3 separate regions of the Mus musculus genome follow, and regions 1 and 2 are each linked to region 3. A link is a contact called in public HiChIP or PLAC-seq data. All regions are on one chromosome and are shown on one strand. The core of a region is the stretch at or near the end of the contact, and the rest is flanking DNA. Distances in the headings are between cores, read along the strand shown.

Evidence for each region. HiChIP or PLAC-seq counts read pairs in DNA pulled down with a chosen protein or histone mark.
Region 1: a contact with region 3 is called in a FOXA1 HiChIP or PLAC-seq map of pancreatic cancer cells. The contact joins two enhancer-like sites. A contact is called at or near these places in 1 of 115 datasets of contacts at active chromatin or transcription factors (pancreatic cancer cells) and 1 of 9 other capture datasets (embryonic stem cells).
Region 2: an HNF4G HiChIP or PLAC-seq map of pancreatic cancer cells shows a contact between it and region 3. The contact joins two enhancer-like sites. A contact is called at or near these places in 2 of 115 datasets of contacts at active chromatin or transcription factors (bone marrow-derived dendritic cells and pancreatic cancer cells) and 1 of 9 other capture datasets (embryonic stem cells).

What each region holds. Positions count from the first base shown.
Region 1 is chr2:133,670,118-133,673,344 of GRCm38.p6, forward strand. No RefSeq gene overlaps it. Among named protein-coding and RNA genes, the nearest start is that of Gm39940, 71 kb to the right of the region's middle. Within about 2 kb of position 1,569, at least 24 of the 459 cell types and tissues checked have an H3K27ac peak or open chromatin away from gene starts, as enhancers often do. A contact at or near this core is called in pancreatic cancer cells, where this site is marked.
Region 2 is chr2:133,714,691-133,717,743 of GRCm38.p6, forward strand. No RefSeq gene overlaps it. Among named protein-coding and RNA genes, the nearest start is that of Gm39940, 27 kb to the right of the region's middle. Within about 2 kb of position 1,726, at least 13 of the 459 cell types and tissues checked have an H3K27ac peak or open chromatin away from gene starts, as enhancers often do. A contact at or near this core is called in pancreatic cancer cells, where this site is marked.
Region 3 is chr2:134,463,360-134,466,607 of GRCm38.p6, forward strand. No RefSeq gene overlaps it. Among named protein-coding and RNA genes, the nearest start is that of Gm52526, 63 kb to the right of the region's middle. Within about 2 kb of position 1,947, at least 4 of the 459 cell types and tissues checked have an H3K27ac peak or open chromatin away from gene starts, as enhancers often do. A contact at or near this core is called in pancreatic cancer cells, where this site is marked.

The sequences.
Region 1 (3,227 bases), core at 319-2,818, 790 kb before region 3:
TAGCCTTCTTTCCTCTGTGCAGCCAGCTGCCAGCACTCCTCCTTCCACTACTGTCTTCAGCAAATATTTTGATCACCAAGCAAATTCCTCTCTTTCCCCCCTTCTTTCCTCTTCTTCCCGCTCTGCTCCTCCTTCTCTCAGGGAGAAGAAACTGTGGCCTAAAAGAGAAAAGGAGAATGCCTCTAGTTTCTCCTAGACTGAGGCTTAAGAGGCAGGGGATCTTGAATGTGTGAAGGAGGGAAGAGATTTGAATATGTGCATTTCCCTGCCATTTGGATCCCCAGAGAACTTAACTTCTTCATCAGAAGCTAATAGGTTAGTGAACACTCTACAGATTCAGTTGTTGATATTCTGGCTCCAGATTGCCATAAGCACCTGGATATTGCTTCCCCCCAAAGAAGAGTGAAGTCATGTCATTTGAAGGAAAACAGATAGAAAAAGGAGATTGTCATGTTACAGGAAATAAAACAGACTCAAAAAGGAAAGTAACCATGTTCCCTCTCATCAGTGGAATCTGGTGTGATGGGGTTCACAAAAAATAAAAGAGGCACTATTAAAGAAGAACATGAGGACCCAATGATTTGCAGGTGGGGGGTAAGAAAGTAATGGAGATGAATATAATTAAAAATTTATATATACATATGTGTGTGGGGGGGTGTGTATAAAAACACCACAAAGGAAGCCATTACTAGGTATAATTAACATGTACTAATAAAGAAAATAAATAAATAAATAAATAAATAAATAAATAAATGAGAGCATGGACAAAGTTATCTAATACTTATAGCCATGAACTTAGTTCTCAGCCTACAAGCTATATTTACCTGCTGATCCTTGGGCTCCAGGCATATGTTTATATTTGGGAGCCAAAGGTCCTAAGTTCAAGTTAGACTCCATGAACTCGAATAAGCCTCCCTCCTTCTTCTTCTTCTTCTTCTTCTTCTTCTTCTTCTTCTTCTTCTTCTTCTTCTTCTTCTTCTTCTTCTTCTTCTTCCCCTTCCCCTTCCCCTTCCCCTTCCCCTTCCTCTCCCCCTCCTCCTCCTCCTCCTCCTTCTCTTCTTCCTCTTTCTTACGATTTTCTTTATTTTGTAAAAGGATGTTAGATACTTCTAAAAAGCCATGATTGCCATGGAGTTGGCCACAATTCTTGGGAGCACTTGCCTTCATCTAAGGCCTGTGAACCAAGCAAACCTGTTTTAAACCAGTTACTCTGTCCTTCCTGCAGGAAACACACACCACCACCACCACCATCACCACTACCACCAACAACAACAAGAACAGTGCTGCCCAGTGGCTAGGGCTTGTTTGCAAAGACCTGCAGTGTGATGCCAGCCACATTGCAGCCCTGCACATTCCTTTCTGTACCACAGAGAGCCTGAGTACATTTGCTGTTGTTCATCCCAACAGCCCGTTGTAACCACCTGCCCATTTAGAAATCATTGTTCCTCTCTGAGTACCAGATCACAGTTCAGCATGTTCTCAGGGAAAATCAAACAAGGACTGCTGAGCCTGGAATCCATGATTAAGGTGCCTGGCTAAGTAAAGGACTGTGTACTTTCCCAACTGGTCAGCTGTGCCCCGGATATCCAAAGCAGGATGCCACATGACTCATGCTGACTTGGTCGCTGCTCTAATGCTGGCTTTACCGATGGATTTAGGGCTAAAGAGTACAGCTAAATCAGAAGCACCAGAAAGGGACTGTGGAGAGAAAGGAGAGTGAAGGGAATTTCCATTAGGGCTTTTCAGGAGCTGAAGCCCATTCTACCTTTGTCGATGACTGTGGTTTGCTGGGATTGAGATCAAAGGCATCACTGTGGGCAGAAGAGTCATGACAAACATGCTGCTGCGTCTGCTGAAGCCTAGCATTAGCCCCTCTCTTAGGCTGCTGTCTAGACTGCAAGTGGATGCTCATACTAGATCCGGCTGTGCTCTGGATAGTCAGGGTGCTCCCTCTTGATGAGGGGAGGAAGGGACAAAACCCTTTGATCCCCAAAAGGAAGCCCATGGATAAAGGCAGTAAGGCCCAATATAACTATTGCCCTGATCATTTCTGGGGAATGAGGAGTGTTAGAATAACCAGAGGAGGTTCTTGAGAGCCAAGGCCTGTTGGGAGACACTCTAGTCACCTGGTTAGGCATCTCCCAGTCTCTGTCCTGAGAGTTTTGGACGGTGTGTACTTGTGGGTCTGAGACACTTAGCAATCCTATACTGATGTTGTCTGAGAGCAGCTAGTGAGGCTCTTCTTTATGGGCTGTATGTGTTCTGTTTAATGACTTGAAGCTTCAGCTTAACCACAACTTGTGGAGGTGAGGGAGTATTCCAACTCCCAGGCTGCCTTGCACGATGGTCATGAGCACTGCTCAATCTCTTCGAAAACACAAGATATAAAAAAAGGAGAAAGGTAGATGTTCAGGACACTATGTCTTAGTCACTGGTCAGTTGCTGTAACAGAACATCATGTGCAAGACAACTTACAAAAGAAAGTGTCTAATGTGGAGATTTACAGTTTCAGCAGTAGAGTCTATGATAGTGAAGCAGAGGCCTCACAGCAGGAACAACTCAGGGCTCATATTTTAATCTGAAAGTTAGAGGCAGAGAGAGAGAGAGAGAGAGAGAGAGAGAGAGAGAGAGAGAGAGAGAGAGAGAGAGAGAGAGAGAGAGAGAATATCATGAGTCTTCTGAAACTTCAAAGCCCACCCCTCCAGTGACATACCTCCTCCAAGAAGGCCACACCTCTTAATCTTTCCCAAACAATTCCATCAAAGGGGAACCCAGTATTCAATGGTACAATGGGAGCATTCTCATACAATCCACCAAACATTTTTTTTCAAAAGTTTTCAACCAGGGAGTTCTTTCAATGCACACTTAATGAGGAAGCTAAAAGGCATGTGAGGATTAGAGATATTTCAGTCTTGTTTCTGGAAACAACTTGCATCATTCAAAGAAAATCTCACCTCCCTTTTCTGGAGCTTGTTTTAAATCGAGACTACTGGTTGGATCAGGTAATAGTATGCTAGCCCTCAAGTGTCCATCCTAATATGAATAGCAGACAGCAATTTAAACCCTTGAATGATGGCTTAGCAATGCTGTACAAATGGTCATGATATAGTGCTAAATAAATATGAAATATAAGACTTGATACTAACTTTAAAGCTTTGAAAAATGATGTGTAAGGGAAATAGAACAATGAACGGTATGTAAACTATTAGTGGTGGACACAGGAGGAA
Region 2 (3,053 bases), core at 476-2,975, 750 kb before region 3:
GTGAGATGGCCCAGTGTTTAAAACTGCTTGCTGAGCTTGCAAGGGACCTGTGCTCAGTTCCCAGTATATGCTGAATATGTTCCAGTATATACTTATAATGGAAAGTTCATCGCCATGTATAACTCCAGCGCCAGGGTCTCTAACACCCTCTTATGACCTTTATGGGCACCTGCACACATGTGAACCACACACATATGACGAAGTATGCCTGCATGCATGTGTCTGGACATCACACATACACACACAAAAACACACAGATCTAAATAAATCCTCAAAAAATGAATTGACATGAAAGGGGAGTATCCATCTAAAGCAACAATGTCTGTTTGCCTTTGAATGATTCCTGCTTTTCAAGTGCTGTACTAACTGAATTCAATCTTTAAAACAAACAAACAAACAAACAAACAAACAAAATGAACAAACATAAAAACCACACATACAAAAAACCCAACCCTTCAAAATTCTGGTAATGCCCAGAGCAAAGACACCAAATGTAGATATCTTGTGTCAAATCTGAGCTCTAGTCTCATTTCCTCACAGGAAGTTAACATCAACAGAGTAAGCAGGTGGATTATTAAGGCTCAGTTCTAGAAAGTACTGCTGCCTTGCTGCAGCAGAGCAGGACTTTGGAGCAGGTAGAGACATTGCCAACTAGACGCTAAGCGGAGGTGGCTTGGTACATCTAAATTGAATCATAGTGCAGAATCCTTTGATATTCCCAGGGAGGGGGGCTCTTCTCTGCTACTCGTGATATGTAGAAAACTTGTCCTGACAATTCATCATGAGGCGTTAATATATTACCCTGGAAAGCTTCTTTGCATCTCACATTACTGGAGAAGCTCAGTTGCTTTAAAATTCAATTAAAAAACAAAAACAAAACCCAAGAGTAGCAGCCCAGCCCCGTGTCCTGGTAATTCCACTACTGAGGCTGTATTTGATAATCATTCAAATCATTTGTGACTCGTAGCTGGTGGGGATGATTGGATTCAGGGACTTTCCTAACCACTTGAAGAAAGATGTTTTAACAGTGACATCGTCTCCAGTTTTGTGCACGTTCCAACAGTGAGTATCTAGGCAGTATAGATAACTGAACACTAAAAAAGGTTTCTGAGAATGTAGGGACATTAAGTTTAGAATTTCACTTGAATCCTTATAGCTGAATACAAGGTTTTGTAATTAAGATCTCTGGGTGGAAAACGTGGCTTCTTTTGACCCTTTACTTGAAAGGATGACACTACATTGAAGGGGGAGATTAAGAAGCCGAAGGCAGTAATGAAACAATCCAGAAAACAAAAGGGGTGGGGAGACGTCTTCACAGATAGCTCCATGTCTCCATTTTGCTCTGTAACACTCTGCTCGTGCTGATGTGAATATTAGCAACGATCAGGTTTTTAAAATTCTGTTAACACGAGAACACCATTCTGTTTATAAGGCAGTTTCAAACAAGTGTAACTTGAAAACTGTGGTGTGAGAGAGAATCCACCAGAATTGCAGAGGCCGGATTCTTGACTCTAATTTGGGAACGGAGACAATTGGCTCTACTGCATGTGCCCACTTCTCCAGAAGGGTGACAAGGAAGGAAACTTGGCTTTTTTTTTTTTCCTTTTAAACCTCCTCCCCCTCTTCTATTTTTAGGATGAAAAAGCTGCTTCACCACAGGGCAAGATCCTGAGCAAACACCAGGGTTGGGAACAATAAAAAGCCCTGAAGAGTGAGTCAGGATCCTGCCTCCAGCAAAAGGCTAAGTGAACAGACAGGAGCCCTGAATGGCAGCAAGCAGGTGATCTGTCAGAACACGAAATGGGAGGAATTCCGATGTATGGCCCTGCCCGGAGAATGCCCTGCCTCCTTCTTCTGAAGGACACAGTGCTACCACCTCGAGTTCATCTAAAAAAGAGCAAACAGGGCTCCGGACCCTCAGCTCCTTTGAGCCTTTTAGGCAGAAAGATAGAACCCAGCCATGTTACTCTTTCTGTGACTTTGAAACTCACTTGACAGTTCTTTCAAGTTTTTAATCCAAAGAAATGTATGTGATGGGCTAAATAGCTTTCCCAGCGTGAGCATCAGGCCATTAAAACCTGTAGGTCTCCATATCTCCATGCCTTCCACTGGGTAGGAATACAAGGAGACCACACAGAAGGGACTCTGTTCCCCCGCCTCCCACACATTTACAGTTGTCTGTCTCCTGGATTGGAAACAACTCTGTTTTGCTGGAAGCCAGTGTACCTACTCTGTGATATTGAAGCTGCCATTTAACTCCCTACCCTGAGTGCTCTTGAGTTCAGCATTTATTTATTCTAAGAACACATAAAGTCCAGCACTGTCGGTATTCCAGGGATCTGAGGAACAAAAAAAGATACAATCCATGCCCCAGGGACTTTATGCTTGAATGAAGACAAGACAGGCAAACCTATCATTATACTACAAGGTGATTGATTAAATGGAGATCTGTTGCCAAGAAAAGAGGGAATGTAGAGAGTGGATTGCTTAAGCCTAGCTGAGAGAGTGAGAAGAGACTTCAAAGAGAAGGAGCCTTCCTTGAGTTGGGACTTGACAGGTTAAAGGGAGATGTATAGGCAAGTGTGTGTGATTTAAAAATACAGCTCACTCAGGCGTGGTGGTACATGCCTACGGTCCCAGCACTAGGGAGGCTGAGGCAGAAGTAATCCTAGGAGTTTGCACACACACACACACACACACACACACACACACACACACACACACACAGAGTGTCAGTTCCCTGCTTGAAATTATCTAAGGCTCTACTATACATAAGATGAAATCAGTCTCCTTGGGGAAGATTCGGGATTTTGTGTGTGCCTCCCTCAGATATCTGTTTCCTCTGATTCTCCTGTAGGCTCCCAAGTCTCTTCTGCCTCAGCCCTGCAAAGCCCTTGGGGCTTTCAGCTCCCAGGCTCCTGTTCCTTCAGGGGCTTTACTAACAGCTCTTTCTCATTAGGCTGGTGGTAGAATAACAGGAGGCACTAACATGCCAATCTTTCTAGTTTCCTTGCTTCTGGACCTGAGGGAGGGATGGCAACAAGCAAGTCATG
Region 3 (3,248 bases), core at 697-3,196:
AGTCTTATAATAAACTGCATTTTATAAAGACCATATATCATGTTATGTTGCTCTCTGGGTTCAGCCTTAGAGGATGTTGTAGTCAAATGGACAAACTTCATGCAAAAATAAGAATCTTGAAATACCTCATATAGTGACTACAATCTCAGAACAATAGAGACTGTGTGGTCGTTACGATTTCAAGGCTACCCTGACCTACATAATGTAGTGAGATTCCCTGTCCAATAAAAACTGAAATGGATTCCTTATCTCCATGTTTGAGCTGTTGAAATAGACAGATTTTTCAGCAGAAGGTTTAAGATTGCCTCTTTGGTTTTTGTCCACTGACAAATTCAGGGAACCAGTTCCAAAGAACATCTTTAAGATAGGAAGAGTATAATTTTCAGACTTTGACACTCAGCATCACTCTGATGCAACAACTAACTGCCTTTTTCTATCCCTTTCCACCCTCTGACCCTCCAGGTAGTGCCCTGAAGGATCTCATATTGTTCTGTTTCTCCTTACGAATTGTTAAAGCGTTGCTCAGATCATTCTGAGATGACAGAACTGAAGGTCCGAAGACCTATAGATCCAGAAGAAGCTGTTAAATTGGACATAAATATGGAATTGTGCTTACCTATCTTAACAATGGCTCATGAATACTCTATAGATCCAGAAGAAGCTGTCAAATTGGACATAAATATGGAATTGTGTTTACCTATCTTAATAATGGCTCATGAATACTCTTAGATAGAAATGAAAAGGAAAGATGTGTTTCATTCCAAAGGCCTTTCCAGGAAAACATCCTGAATGCTCATGAATTACTGTAAAGAACTGTGTATTTAATAGACCACCTGGTGTTCAGTGTAAATCCAGGTACCACATGCATCCACATGGATGACTGACAAGGACATATGCCTCTCCTCTCCAGTACTTTGTCCTTTAAAGATGTTCTTTGGGACTGGTTTCCTGAATTTGTCAGTGGACAAAAGACAAAGAGGCAACCTTAAACCTTCTGCTGAAAAATCTCTATCTATTTCAACAGCTCAAACATGGAGATAAGGAATCCATTTCAGTTTTTATTGGACAGGGAATCTCACTACCTTATGTAGCTCAGGGTAGCCTTGAAATTGTGATGATCACACAGTCTCTTAATGTTCTGGGATTGTAGGTACTACAAGAGGTATTTCAAGATTCTTATTTTTGCATGAAGTGTGTCCATTTGACTGCAAAATCCTCTAAGGCTGAACCCAGAGAGCTACCTAACATGGTATATAGTCTTTGTAAAATGCAGTTTGTCTATTATAAGACTATGGAAAATGATTAATCCTCCCTTATCAGTGTCTACCAATCTCCAACGTGGTTCTCCCTTCTTCAGTCAGCATTCAAATTCCAATGCCATAAGCAAGCTGGACAATTGTTGCTCCTCCGTTTGTATTTTCCATGTCTCCACTCTCGCTGTGTTGTTATCTGATAGTTAATATCTTAAAAATCTTCTTTGCTTCATAGCATTTTATCAAGCTTGTTATTTCAACTAAGCAGATGAGAACAGACTGTTGCTTTGTTTTAGCTAGGACACCCATTCCATAAAGACTTAACAGGAACTTGGGCTGTATTTAGTGAATGAAATTGCTCAAGATCCATTACATTAGATTCACTATGTCCCTCCTATAGGAAACCTACAGTATGCCTCACTAGTCTTTGCATCATTCAGTATGCCTCACTAGTCTTTGCGATGAGAATATGTAAAAAATACAAACAACTCCATGAGGAAAGATAATTCTAAAATGTACCTGAGTGGCCATTATTCAAAAAGAGACATAGACATGATTAACAAGCATATGGAAAGTGCTCTGTACTGCCAGTCACCGGGGAAATACAACTCAAAACCACAACAGATATCAGCACCACACCCCAGCTCAAATGGCTATCACTCAAAGTGACATAAGATAAGAGCTGGCAGAAATATGGAGCACAGGGAATGCTGACTCACTACTCATGCCCATGTGAATGTGAGGATCTGTGATGGCAAACAGCATGGGGTCCCCCAGATGGAAAACAGAATGATCACATGACCTAGAAATATGGATTACCCAAAGCAAAGGAGATCAGCGAGGCAAAGAGTTATCTGGCTTCTCATTTTTATAGCAGCACTCTACATGATAGCAAAAATAAACCAGACTAAGTGGCCCTCAGTGGATAAACTAAAAAGAAAATGTGGTGCGTATGCACAACAGGGAACTCTTCGTCCACAAAAAAGGAATGAATGCTACCAAAAGCTATCAGTAAGAAGTGAACTTAAATACACATTAGTTGTGTTTTTATGGTGAATATCCATACAATCCATTTGCTTTTCACTTTTTAAGCACTCTGCAGAAATTGCATGCAATATTCAGTACTTGACATGAGCCAGACTTTGTACTCACTGTAGACTAATGTAAAAGCACGTCTGACAGGCTGGGTGGAGCTGGGGAAAGTATTTTCACCTGGTGATGTGTTTCTCTGGAAACAGCACTATCTATATTTTGAGTAACATCTGTGTTATATTCTTGAGAAATTTAGAGGGTGAATTTTATGTGCTTATACCATAAAACTACAGTGTGAGGTAATGCATTTGTTCATTAGCTAAACAGAATCATTCCAAGGTGTTTATGGGCCTCAAACATCATGTTAGATAGGATATAAGCACCAGTATTATCTGTCAATTTAAAAATAAATGATCTTTAACGATATGTGTGTGTGTGTGTGTGTGTGTGTGTGTGTTTGTGTGTGTGTATTGTGTGATCTTTCCCAGGTTGGGGACTAAATATCATGGTGTAATTTGTATGTATGACTATCAGAACACCTCAATTTTACTGCAACCCACAACACTTAGCATTTTATTTTATTTCTAAAAATAAGCAGTATAGTTAGTTGCTTGGAGTGGTGAGAGCCCTTTCCTTGACTATTATCTGAGGACTCATTTCTTTGTCTATGCATAAGGGACTCTTAGCTAGAAACAAATACTATTGTTCAAACTTGTGCAAAAGCCCAACCTGTAAAAAATATCACTATTTTGTGTGCCCGAAAGGGAAGGAAACGGAGTGTCTGAAACTATAGCTAATGCTAAGACAGCACCAATTACAAAATGTGTCCTTGGGGCTAGAAAAATGACTCAGCCATTACCAGCATGCACTGCTCTTCCAGAGGACCTGGGTTTAGTTCTCAGCACCCACTTACTGTGGCTCCAGGGGAATCTAAAACCAGTGATTTCTACAGATACCTGCACC